Linked DNA regions of Zea mays: all the other regions are linked to region 3. Evidence: chromatin contacts called from public Hi-C data. All regions are on one chromosome and are shown on one strand. Each heading gives the region's core, a stretch centred on a gene start, on an enhancer-like site or on the middle of the called end of the contact. The rest is flanking DNA. Distances are from core to core; before and after follow the strand shown. Region 1 holds the start of LOC732842 (orange pericarp 1). Region 2 holds the start of LOC100383055. Region 3 holds the start of LOC103653106.

Region 1 (4,458 bases), core at 460-2,959, 300 kb before region 3:
CACCTGCCCTGGAGAGCAACATCCATAGGAGTGAGGCAAAATGGCTGGTACCACCACAACATGGACCCGTTCCTGAAGATGTCCAAGGAGGTGGTAGCCGACACCATAATGTCTTGCGTGTCATTGTGTCACCGGTCAGCAACACGCTGCGCTGGTACCGGCGGGTGTTGTGTTTCTTAGGCGTCTGTTTCTGTGCTTTGAGCTGTGCTATAGAGTGGTTGTGCCAACTACTGATTTTAAAAGAAAAAGGTAAGGTAAGCTGAGAATCATTGTTGAAAACAAACATGTAATGGTTCGTTCTCATCAGTTGTGCCAACTACCAAGCATTTCATTGATCAGAATCTGTCGTTGCTCATGAGAACCAAAAGTAAGATACTTCTTAATAACATTGAATGCAAATTTCTGCTAGCTTATCTTTACTATCTTTTCTTGTATCAATATAATACATATTTATACATAATTTTTTGTGGTATTTTATGTTTCCGTTGCAACGCACGGGCACTCACCTAGTATACATAGAAAAAAGAGAGAGAAATGAATTAGAGAAATTAAACAGTGAGAAGGAAACTGAAAAATGACCTCCGGTCAATATTCTCACGCTGAGGATGGATGTGAGAACCCACAGTTTCGTATGTAGAATTGACTTTGCAGGTCGCTATGATAACAAATAAAATTAAAATCATATTCATTGCATCTCCACGTGACAGGCTAGCTGCTGTTACACTAAGAAAACAAACTGGAAAACAATGACTTTTTCACGATTTCGCTATCGACGGCGACGCCAATAGAATGAAGCACCTCTCATCGATCACCATGTCGTGATCACTTAGATCCATAGACAATGAGGTTAAGCCCTTTCCCCCCAAATCTCACGTGCCTATTTGCAGTCTTGATATCGAAAATTAGTGTTCGATGTCGGTTTGGATTCTTAGGCCAGTTAATTTTTTATATATATAGGGCTTTTTTTCAATACCCTCATTTTTTAATAATCTGTCTTTTGAAAACTAGGCAAAAACCAAAATAGACCAGTCTTTATCAGTTCCTTTTGTCAGCCCTTTACCAAGTTATTGGTATCCAGTTTTTTTTTTTGCCAGATTTAAAAGACTAGACAAAAGCAAAAACTGTTTTTTTAAAGAATCTGAAACTGATCAAACAGACCCATAAGAGTACTAATTGGTTGTGTGGCTTTTTAGACACACACATCGTCAATGATCCTATAGATTAAAAGAATCCACAAAAACCACTGCTTTGATGGCTTTTGGACTCATAAAGCACTGTTTTGATGTGCTATAAATTAAAAGAATCCACAAAAGAAATTTTGTTTTTGTATGGTTACTGAGAGGGGGAAAAGAGAAAGAAATTAAAGAAATCGAACAGTGAGAATCGAAAAGGACCTCTCGTCAATGACAATATTCTCACAATATTCTCACCCTGAGGATCCCAAACGCATGGACGGACGGCAACCGCCGGCGTCGACCTCACCGTCGTCGTCCCCATCGGCGAACAGCGTCGAGGAGGCCGAGCTGGCCGGAGCGTTGCCGCCGCCGAGCGGGCGGCGCAGGGCGCGCCACGTCGGAGTTCGGACGGTGGACGCAGACGGCGCGAACGAATGTTCCGGATAAAACCGTCCCGAAAATGCCCCTGGAAAGCTGGACCCGGCGCAAAACCAGCTCGAGGTGGACGAGATCACGAGAAAGCGAAACGAAACGGCTCAGCTCAACGAGCGGCTGGCCTCCCACGCAGTCCGCCTGCACGATCCGGTGGGCCCGGCGCGACCCGCCCGTCCCCGCGCCCGGTCCACCAGCGCCAGCGCAAGCGAGGCAGCCCGGGCGCGGAGCCCTGTCCGTGCACCGGGTCTAGGCGGATCCGGTGGAGCCACCAACCCCTCCTTGCCGGAAGTCCTAGCGCCACCAGTTTATATACCCGCCGGTGGGTACCCGCGCCTCACACCACCACGCAGCAGTGCGCCCAGCCAGCCTATCTACCCCCCACCCCTCGAATTGTTCCCATGGCCGCCGCCATTCGCGGAAGCCCTACCCGCGCCGCCGCGCCGACCCAGCCGCGCGCGGTGCTGCGGGTGGCGTCGTCCGCCGCGCCAGCCTCCTCCTCCTCCGCCCGCCCGCGCAGGGGCGCCGTGGCAGAGGCCGCAATGCAGCCGGCCAAGGCGGTCGCCGCGGAGGCGGCCTCCCCCGCTGCCGCGCTGGAGATGGGGAACGGCGCCGCGGTCGCGGGGCTGCAGCGGCCCGACGCCATGGGGAGGTTTGGGAGGTTCGGCGGCAAGTACGTCCCCGAGACGCTCATGCACGCGCTCACCGAGCTCGAGAACGCCTTCCACGCACTCGCCACCGACGACGAGTTCCAGGTAGCGCTACCTCCGCGTCTCCTCTGTCTCTCGGACTTTACTCGTATTAGGCGGGGGATTTGGATGCCTAGTTTCCGTATGTATGTGTGGTTAGGAGATGCCACATATTATGATGGGCTGGAAAAAAGTTTGTGTTATGGGGGTGGATTGATTTCTCCATTGATTCTGTTCTTGTGTTCCCTTTCAAGTAGTCTGGTACATTGAACTATCTGAGAGGATTTGCAAGTAGGTGTACAGGAAAAGCGCACCTTTTCGTCTGATGATTCCAATAAAAACATAGAATCTATCACTCTTAATAGTTAATACTACTAAAAAAGGCAGACCTGGTGAGTCTGTGAGGGAGCTCTCAATACTATTTAGTCCTGGTTCGTGTACTCCAATCCAGCTCTGGATTAACATGGATTGGAATTAAATCCATGTCACAATCTATGCCCCAAAATAATCCAAGTCTATTCAAATTTTTTTAATTCGGTTAAACCCATCATGGATTATAACTCAAGAGTTTGAGAATTTTTTAAACTATGGAAGGTATGGATTCTATCCATAGCTCATTAGGTATGGAACAAATCCATAACGATATTGCACAAGTTTATATTAGAATCCATGGATTAAAAAAATAACTAGCTTTGCGAGATATATGGATTAAATGCTGGATTTAATCTCACCATGGGATTGAGTGTGAGGTATGGATTCACCCAATCCAGACCCGGATTAAATTCCATGGTGGGATTTTATCCCTTGTAACCGAACAAGGCCTTATTACGTGATCAAAATGCTTTTATCACTCTCCATACTGTTCATATGATCAAAATGATGCAGATTCTTGAATCACAAGGAGTATTTGGTCAACATGCTGCGATTCCTGAATCCTGGAGAATTATTGTAGTTTTTACAAGCTCGCACTTATGCTTGGCTTTCAAGAGTTGCATCTGACCTCCCACTCACGCTTTCCACAGAAAGAACTTGACGGTATTCTCAAGGACTACGTTGGACGTGAGAGCCCCCTTTACTTCGCGGAGCGCCTGACGGAGCACTACAAGCGCGCTGATGGCACAGGCCCGCTCATCTACCTCAAGAGGGAGGACCTCAACCACACGGGCGCCCACAAGATCAACAATGCTGTGGCGCAGGCCCTGCTCGCCAAGCGACTTGGGAAGCAGCGCATCATTGCCGAGACAGGGGCTGGCCAGCACGGTGTCGCCACCGCCACCGTGTGCGCCCGTTTCGGGCTGCAGTGCATCATCTACATGGGCGCGCAAGACATGGAGAGGCAGGCACTCAATGTTTTCCGGATGAAGCTTCTTGGTGCAGAGGTATAGTGGAGACATCTGTTGTTTGTTAGTTTGAGTTTGTTCCATCTGCAGTTGTTTTTGACGCTAGTACTTGTTTCAGAAAAGCATTCACTATCAGTAATTCAGTAGCATGTAAGTTGTTAGATTTGTGAATCTTTTCCTTATTGTTCCTTTTTTTCTGAAACAGGTGAGGGCTGTACATTCTGGGACAGCAACCCTGAAGGATGCTACTTCAGAGGCTATCCGTGACTGGGTCACTAACGTGGAGACCACACACTATATATTGGGCTCTGTTGCTGGCCCGCACCCGTACCCGATGATGGTGAGGGAGTTCCACAAGGTTATCGGCAAGGAGACCCGGAGGCAGGCCATGCACAAGTGGGGTGGCAAGCCGGACGTCTTGGTCGCTTGCGTCGGGGGTGGATCAAACGCCATGGGCCTGTTCCACGAGTTCGTTGAGGATCAGGATGTGAGGCTGATCGGAGTGGAGGCAGCTGGCCATGGCGTAGACACCGACAAGCATGCGGCGACTTTGACAAAGGGCCAAGTTGGAGTTCTCCATGGATCTATGAGCTATTTGCTGCAGGACGACGATGGGCAAGTTATCGAGCCCCACTCCATCAGTGCTGGGTAGGTTTTCTTTGTGTTTACGCTCACAAGACTGCAGGATGGTGTGGGCTAATTATCCATTTTTTTGAATCAGACTGGATTACCCTGGCGTTGGACCTGAGCACAGTTTCTTGAAGGACATCGGACGCGCTGAATATGACAGCGTGACTGATCAGGAGGCACTGGATGGTATGT
Region 2 (4,536 bases), core at 389-2,888, 400 kb before region 3:
AACCCAGTTTGTGAATAGTACAGGGTCCTTAGAACCTTCAAATAGCAAGTAGCAAGCACCATTTGTCATCTGAACACTCACCAAAACAACATTTGTTGTTTTAACATAGTATTTCATATGATAGCTAAAATGCATAAAACAACTGCAACACAGATCTTTAAAGCCTATGTCGAGAGTCAAGAGACAGATCAGAAAGGTAAATGGAAAAATGCATAATCAAAATAAAATACATATGACACTAAATGTGGAAATTGCTATGGATCTGAGCCTCACATTGGAGAAGTTTTTGTCTGAGATCAAGATAGGAAATGTGATGTACTCCTTCACTATTGTGCGGAAAGCTTGGCTTTGAGAAGCTAAAGAACTAACATCACTCCCATGTTGCAAAGCAAAAACATTCAGGCGTGGATACCTAAAACAGGCTGAGATTAGAGGAGTTCAAGATTGCAGTCAAATGTAATGTACTCCTTCACTATTGTACCTCTGTTGCAGATGTTTCAAGCTCTCAAAAGCAATTAGATGTTTGCCGTCGTTGTTCAATGTTCCACAAGATTGATACAAAAGAAGAAGATATATTCCTTCATGGTTCAAGTTCATCCAAGTGTCATTCATGATGTTGAACCAACAATGATTTTGACCTACGCCACAAAAATAAAGGTGTTAAAATGTAGCAATGACCTCCTGAGAAAAGGATATGTGTGCTACAATTTATTGTGCATCTGGGAATAGCCACATCTATCATATTATGTATTTATGTGGTGTGTGTTAGATAAAAAAATGAAAGAATGTTTATGTTTTTTTTTCGTGTCAGACTGTCAGTAACATAGTAGCTGTGGCAGCTTTAGTTCTGTATATGTATTTATGTTTCTCCAATGGTAAGAACTAAGAACAATCGATAAAATGAACTGGCACACAAAATTATTGCATCCATTGCAAACATCGTTGAAAAATAATCCTCCAATATCTGCATTGTGTACTAAATACGAGCATCGAGTTCATAAAGGTCACTAGTCGCATATTCACCTTCAAGCTTCCCAAACGCTGACTTGATAAAATCGACCAACTCAGAGTGCTCTGAAGCAGCAGTGCTAGTGCTAGCCTCACTTGACGACAACGACGTCACCGCCGCTGGGCTCTCGGGGCTACAAGACAATGGCAGCTTTGTTAAATTCACAAGCCAGAATAAGCATTTCTGGAGACGACATAAGCTAGTGACGGGCTCGCTGTTACTCGGGTATCTCTCTTCTACCTCGAAGCAACTTGGTGCGCTGTCCTGGTAGCCATAGCAACCGCATGGTGTCGCCGAGGAAGCCGGAGGCGTGAGTGGGAGCCGAACGAAGCGGAGAGGCCGCCGCCGCATCTGTCTCCCTCGATCAGGCTTGGCAAGGGGAGCGGGACCAATGAGGACGAGGCGAACGCCGGAGCGGGAGCGGAGGAGACGAGCCGGTGAGGAAGCAGGCGGGCAGCGGCGGGGGTGCGGCGGCGCAGCACCGCCACCAAGGACGAGGCCTGCGCCATGGGAGAATCGGCCGTGGCGCGAAGGCGAAGGTAGTGGCGGCGGGAAAGGGACGGGAATGCCGCGTCTCGGCGGCGGTTTAGCTGGGGGCCTGGGGCAGGCCGGCAGGGGAACGGGGAGAGCGCTCGATACGCTAGGGTAGGGCAAAGAGTTCCTCTGTAGTTGCTTCCTATCACTGACGTGTGGGACCATGCTCATACCAGACCCACACGTCAGTGACCTCTCTGCAGTTCCTTCCTGAGAAGTAACTGAGCGGATCCCGACGCTAGGGTAGGGCAATGCAGGCATGCAGCAGGGTTTAATTTCTCGGACCAGAACCGCCGAGCTTCAGTAGAATTTCTCGTTCGGCCGGTTTTCGAACAGGTTTCGTTAAATTTTGTTTCGAATTTGGAAATTTTAATAATTGTAGCAATAAAAAATATGATAAAATTAATATATTTTTCTGGGTATTCTGTTACATGCCAAATTGATCATCATTTTTTTGATAAAAACTGCAAATTTTGTTGGAGAACAAATTTTGATCGAGAAAGTCGACTTTTGTTTTTTAATGAAAATATATACACATTACAAATAAATCCTGTCAAAAAACAACTTTCTAAAACTTAATGTTCATTTTCCGATGGAAAAACATTGGATTCCACTTGAGAAACAACAAATTTCCGTTTTTTAATTTAAACATGCAAATCGACCGAGAAATTTGAAATTCAGCTAGGTTTTTTTTGCTTCCGCTGACTATCGAATATGTTGGCAAAACATAGATGGTAAACACTGATGTGAAGTGCGGTACACTCCTCAGCAAAACGGAGTGGCCAAGCGCAATAGACACATTACCTTAGCGGCCTAGCTGTTATGCAACACGCTTCTATCCCGGTTCCTTTTGGGATGAAATATTTGCAAGTGTGGTATCAGGGACCATAATTAGGGGTACCCTCAAGACGCCTAATTCTCAGCTGGTAACCCCCATCAGCATAAAGCTGCAGAGGACTGATGGGTACGATTAAGTCAGAGATCAGTCCATACGAGCGACTCGATCACGCCTCGCCCGAGCCTAGCCTCGGATAAGGGCAGCCGACCCCGAGGGATTTCCGTCTCGCCCGAGGCCCCCCTCCAACGGCGGACACATCTCCGGCTCGCCCGAGGCCTTGCCTTCGCTAAGAAGCAACCCTGACTAAATCGCCGCGCCGACCGACCGAGTCGCAGGAGCATTTAACGCAAAGGTGGCCTGACACCTTTATCCTGACGCGCGCCCCCCGACAGAGCCGAAGTGACCGCCGTCACTTCGCCGCTCCACTGACCGGTCTGACAGAAGGACAGCGCCGCCTGCGCCACTCCGACTGCAGTGCCACTTGACAGAGTGAGACTGACAGGCGGTCAGGCCCTGCCAAAGGCACCATAGGAAACTCCGCTCCGCCCGACCCAGGGCTCGGACTCGGGCTAAGTCCCGGAAGAACGAACTCCGCTCCGCCCGACCCAGGGCTCAGACTCGGGCTAAGCCCCGGAAGACGGCGAACTCCGCTCCGCCCGACCCAGGGCTCGGACTCGGGCTAAGTCCCGGAAGACGGCGAACTCCGCTCCGCCCGACCCAGGGCTCGGACTCGGGCTCAGCCCCAGAAGACGACGAACTCCGCTTCGCCCGACCCCAGGGCTCGGACTCCGCCCTGGCCTCTGCCGAACGACCTCCGCCTCGCCCGACCAAGGGGCTCGGACTCGGCCTCGGCCAAGGAAGACAGACTCAACCCCGGCTTCGGAAGAGCCCCCACGTCGCCCGACCTCGGGCGCGGGCCCGCCGCGTCAACAGGAAGCGCCATCATCACCCTACCCCGAGCCGACTCGGGCCGCAGAGAACAAGACCGGTGTCCCATCTGGCTAGCTCCGCCAGATAGGCAATGATGGCGCCCTGCGTGCCCTGTGACGACGGCGGCTCTCAGCTCTCTTACGAAAGCAGGAGGACGTCAGCAAGGACTCGACCGCTCCGACAGTTGTCCTTCCGCCAGGCTCCGCCGCTCCTCCGACAGCCACGACACCACACCAGCTGGGTGCCAAGATCTCTCCGGCTGCCACATTGGCATGTACTTAGGGCGCTAGCTCTCCCCCGCTAGACACGTAGCACTCTGCTACACCCCCATTGTACACCTGGATCCTCTCCTTACGCCTATAAAAGGAAGGACCAGGGCCTTCTTAGAGAAGGTTGGCCGCGCGGGGACGAGGACGAGACAGGCGCTCTCTTGGGGCCGCTCGCTTCCCTCACCCGCGTGGACGCTTGTAACCCCCTACTGCAAGCGCACCCGACCTGGGCGCGGGACGAACACGAAGGCCACGGGATTTCCACCTCTCTCACGCCCGTCTCCGGCCACCTCGCTTCCCCCCTTCGCGCTCGACCCATCTGAGCTGGGGCACGCGGCACATTCACTCGTCGGCTTAGGGACCCCCCGGTCTCAAAACGCCGACAGTTGGCGCGCCAGGTAGGGGCCTGCTGCGTGTTGACGAACAGCTTCCCGTCAAGCTCCAGATGGGCAGTCTCCAGCAACCTCTCCGGCCCGGGACGATGCTCCGTTTCGGGAGTCTTGAGTTCATGTCCTTCAACGGCAGCTACGACATGATACTCCTTCCACCGCCGCGCGACAACGACAATGACGGCCGACAACCCGTTCGCCGGCGGCGGAATCGACGACATCTTCCCCGCGTGGTGGAAGAACAACATTCGAGCTCACCCCGTCCTCTCCCCCGCCAACGGAGGAGGAGGCGGGGCAACCAAGGCCAAGCGGGAGGCCGCGCTTCGTCGGCTGTCGAGCGAATCGACGTCCCTAGCGCCCCAACGGGGGGCGCGTCGGGCGTCGACCTCGCGTTTGAGACAAAGGCGAGCGCCGTCCCCCCGCGACACGCCAATCCTGAGCAAGTGGACGACGCCAGCGCGCTCGCGGAGAGCTTACAGGACGTCGCCCTCGTACCTGAGACGACGGTGCAATCAGTCCCCGACGTGACTATGTCGCTGCTCGTCGACCAAAAGGTACCGACCGATT
Region 3 (4,501 bases), core at 1,597-4,096:
ATCAAGAGCATTGGCGTCGAAGAAGCTGAAGAAGCAAAGTGCGCGAAAGAAATCAAAGGTAAAGCGAAGAGGATTTCTCACCTATTCCTCGCTTGCTACAGCAAGCGCGTGCCGCAGCACCCGATGGCGTCTACACAAGAGAAGTCCAGGGATGGAGAACCCTCGCTGCCAGGCGCCAGTCGCCAAGCCCTTCACTCTTTCTTTTTTGTTGCTAGTTCTAGAAAGCACAGCATTCTGAAGACTAACAGTGTGTACTGAAAAGAATATTTAAGAAAAAATCTTATCCACAAGAAGAAGAGCGAACGGTGCAGCAAATTATCACCGTAGCAACGCTTGAGGAGAGGGGGAGGGGACGAGGAAGAAGCTTCTGTCAGCCGGCGTGCGTCACAGCGATGGACGAAGCACCTATTGGGGCACCCAGGCCAGCGAGGCAGCGTTTGAGGCGGCAACACAGAGGGGAGAAGGAAGCTCATGGCGGTCGGGTTGCGTCGCCGCGAATGGACAAAGCACCTAGGGGAGCATCAGGGCCAGCGAGGCAGCGAGGGACGAAGGCACCCGGACGATGTGTGAGGACTGGTTTCGTCGAGCGGAATCTCAAAGCTTCCATAAGAGACTGAAGCGCGATGGAAAGTTGACTGGCTGGGAGATCCTGGTGACCATCAAAGCTAGATCCAACGGTTGAGTTTTTCGCGCTGACGTGGATACCTTCAAGGAAGTTGTTTTGAACCGGCTTTGTATTATAGTAAATGATTGATGAACAAATGACAGACAAATCACGATGGCTACATGCGGATCTACCATTTGTTGTTGGTGCACCTCTTGCTCAAGAAAGAAGTGGAAGACTAAAGAAAACTTAGGATATTAAGGATGTCTTGAGGGTGTGGACACAAACTAGCTGTTTGTCTTTCACTACCGGAATCCTAGGCTTTGTCGAGTGTCGGCCTCTTTGCCGAGTGGCTTTTGTCGGGCACTCGGCAAAGAAGGCTTTGCCGAGAGCCGCACTCGGTAAAGTTAGGCTCTCGGCAACGAGCCTCTTTACCGAGTGCTGGACACTCGGCACAGGAACACACTCGGCAAAGACACGTTTGCCGAGTGTGCAACACTCGGCAAAGGTGGCGCTCGGCAAAGGGCCGTCAGCGGCCGTCCTAAAGCTGGCGGCCGTCAGTCTTTGCCGAGAACCGAGGTTTGGCACTCGGCAAAGAAGACTCTTTGCCGAGTGCCAAATATTTGGTGCTCGGCAAAGGACGCTTTGCCGAGTGTCTTCTCTAGACACTCGGCAAAGTATTTTTTTATTTTTTTTATTTTGTCTCCCAAACTTTTTGTGGTATGTTCCTATACTATATAGACCTACATGTATCATTTGTGGACAATTATAACAGAGTTTTCAATCGTTAGTAGATTTAGTTCGTTTATTTGAATTTCTTCGGAAAATTCAGATTTGAACTGCAGGTCACTCGAAACTTGAAAAACCGTGCATGCAAAAATGATATCCATGTTACTTAGCATAAGTTACGAACGATTCCAGGAGCGGACCGGAAACTTCGAGCAACATGCTCACTAAACATGGCCGTGAACTTGCCATCCACATGTTTAAAAATTGTATAAAACACAAACAAAGTCAGAAAATCATGAAACTTGTCCACGTGTCATGATATCATATGTAGAGGCTGTGATAAAAATTTGAAAAAGTTTCGAGAAAAATGTGAAGCACTATGTGTAGAAATCTAAGAGATCCACATTGAAACTCCATGATTTCATAGGTAGTTCTCTTAGGTTTCTACACATACTGTCTCACAACTTTCTCCAAACATTCTCAATTTTTTATCACAGCCTCTACATATGATATCATGACACGTGGACAAGTTTCATGATTTTCTGACTTTTTTGTGTTTTATACAATTTTTAAACACCTGGATGGCAAGTTCACGGCCATGTTGAGTGAGCATGGTGCTCGAAGTTTCCGGTCCGCTCCTGAAATCGGTCGTAACTTGTGCTAAGTAGCATGGATATCATTTTTCCATGCACGGTTTTCCAAGTTTCGAGTGACCTGTAGTTCAAATCTAAATTTTCCGAAGAAATTCAAATAAACGAACTAAATCTACTAGCTATTGCAAACATTGTTATATTTGTCCCAAAATGGTACATGTAGGTCTACATAGTGTAGTAACATACCACAAAAAGTTTGGTAAGGGAAAAGAAAAAAATAGAAATATTCTTTGCCGAGTGTCTAAGGTTGACAATCGGCAAAGACCTTGTTTGCCGAGTGTCTAACGTGGAGCACTCGGCAAAGATCATAAATATATACTTTGCCGAGTGCCTGTCCGCTGGCACTCGGCAAAGAGTTCTTTGTCGAGTGTCTGCGATCTGGCACTCGGCAAAGAATATATTTAAATTAAAAAAATCTTTGCCGAGTGCCCGCGATCTGGCACTCGGCAAAGCTTAAAACATAACGTATACCGAGCCCTTCTCTTCTCCTTCTCACTCTCACTCTCACTAACCGAACGCCGCCGCTCACCGTCGTCGCGCCACCCCGCCGCGCGCCAGCACCTCCCCGCAGCAAATGTGACAACCGGAAAAGAAAACCAAAGAAGGTCATGGTAGAACATATTTGGAAGAATGGATTTACGTCGGGCTATACTCGGTGGATATTTTATGGTGAAGCGCATCGTACGAGAGAGGAGGTGCTGAGACAACGTGTCGAGGATTATGACGCGGATGCGGGGGTAGCGGATGCGGGGGTAGCGGACACTCGGCAAAGAGTCTGACATGGGGACCCTCCCTGGCGGGCTCTTTGCCGAGTGTCCCAGAGGGCACTCGGCAAAGAGGTATTCTTTGCCGAGTGCTTCCGGGAAGGCACTCGGCAAAGATAACTCCTTTGTCGAATGTCATCCGTGACACTCGGCAAAGACGTCGTCTCCGTCACCCGTCACCGGCCTCTTTTCTTTGCTGAGTGCTCTCTGGCACTCGGCAAACCTCTTTGCCGAGTGTCCGAGAAAAAGTATTCGGTAAAGAAGACTTTGCCGATGCACTGTTTGTCGAGCCTTCTTTGCCGAGTGTTTTTAAGGCTTTGCCAAGCAATCGGCAAAGCGTCCGTTTCCGGTAGTGTTTGGTTGCAACTACTGTTGTTGGAAGGTCGTTCTTTTATTGCATCCCTCCCAAATAATATTCCCATCGAATTGAAGGAGGCTCTCTGCGATTTATCCAAGTGGATTGCTAAGATCGATCGCCGTCTTCTTTCGCTGTGAAATTCAGTGGCTAACTTGTACCTCGATGTCGATTGATTGCCCGAGCCATGCATTTAGCTGTAGCTGTAGCTGTCGTGATCTGTTATTATTATCAGTAAATTTTTCCAATAGCTAACGACTCTGAATCCATGCATGTTGCTTGGCTTTGCTTGGCCAGCTCTTAGCTGCTGTCAACTCAGGAGGGGAGGAGAGGAGATCGACCTGCTTCAGCAATCAGCGGTGGCCGGATGTTGTTGACGAGTGCGACGGCGGCGGAAGGTAGCGGCCAAGGCTCCCCGGCTGTGGCAGACACGGCTCGGCCGGAGGGACGACGTACGCCATCGGCCATCCATGGAGGATGGACCGGAAGCCGGATGATGATCCATGGTGATGGTGTAGCCGCGCGCAGACCCACCCACCCGTGACGGAGAGGTTTGACGACCCCATCTCGATCAATCTCACGACGCGTCGTCCTAGTCTTCTCCCTTTTCGTCCGTGTCCGGCGACGACTGTCCGTGGGTGGAGGAATCACGAGGTTTTCCTCCACCCCTTTTTCTCTTCCAGCTTGTTCGGCTGCCACAGAGAGAGCACTGTTGCAGCTGCAAAATACTGTTGCGGCTGCAATCACTAGAGACAAAATACTGTAGAAGCCGCAGCCGTAGTCGGATTAAAGCCGCAGCGAACAGGGCCGAATCTTGACGTGCCGGTGGGGGTGGGCCGTGGCGGTATTGGCGATGATGCCCTGGACGACGGGACGGGATTCTCCACTCGTCTCTTTTCTCTCCTGACTCCTTTTGTCTTTCGACGAATATCCATTACTTATATTTTTCATAATAACAAAAACAATAAGACTAAGAGTACAGAAATTCATTATTTTCTATAAAAAAGCAGCAGCTTTGATTACGTCAAAATGCTAGCATGACACCGTACATACATATATATACATATATGCTGTTCTAATTAAGTTAGTGTTTGTTTCGAGATTGGTGGAACCAAGATGTTCTGTTCTAGCAGATAGGATGTTTGGTTTGATCCTAGATAGAATCGAGTCACTCAAAAAATAAAATATTCCTCTAATATATTGCATACCATAGCCAAGACCTACCACCTTACAGATGACATATGTTACTGTAAAAGGAAACACTCATATTCTAAGTTGAAGAGAGTAGTTGGACCACCGTAAACTAGGGTCGTAGCCAGAGTGATACGAGAGAATAGCAAACCTTGTTAATTATGTCATTAATCCGATCATGTTTCCTCCCCTCTTACACTATTGG

The links. A called contact is a pair of places that touch in the nucleus more often than the background predicts.
Region 1: a contact with region 3 is called in a Hi-C map of ear, with 2.1 times the contacts expected there. The contact joins the promoter of LOC732842 here to the promoter of LOC103653106 in region 3. A contact is called at or near these places in 2 of 25 Hi-C or Micro-C datasets (ear and leaf).
Region 2: a contact with region 3 is called in a Hi-C map of ear, with 2.7 times the contacts expected there. The contact joins the promoter of LOC100383055 here to the promoter of LOC103653106 in region 3. A contact is called at or near these places in 2 of 25 Hi-C or Micro-C datasets (ear and leaf).

Annotation. Positions count from the first base shown.
Region 1 is chr4:37,935,711-37,940,168 of Zm-B73-REFERENCE-NAM-5.0, reverse strand. LOC732842 (orange pericarp 1) reads left to right here and starts at 1,709. Exons shown (of 5, transcript NM_001397135.1): 1 at 1,709-2,362; 2 at 3,319-3,675; 3 at 3,842-4,284; 4 at 4,358-4,452. The coding sequence starts at 2,009.
Region 2 is chr4:38,042,259-38,046,794 of Zm-B73-REFERENCE-NAM-5.0, reverse strand. LOC100383055 reads right to left here and starts at 1,638. Exons shown (of 16, transcript NM_001175731.1): 1 at 1,250-1,638; 2 at 1,024-1,142; 3 at 482-638; 4 at 274-412; 5 at 1-69. The coding sequence starts at 1,518.
Region 3 is chr4:37,639,565-37,644,065 of Zm-B73-REFERENCE-NAM-5.0, reverse strand. LOC103653106 reads left to right here and starts at 2,846. Exons shown (of 3, transcript XM_008680068.2): 1 at 2,846-4,501.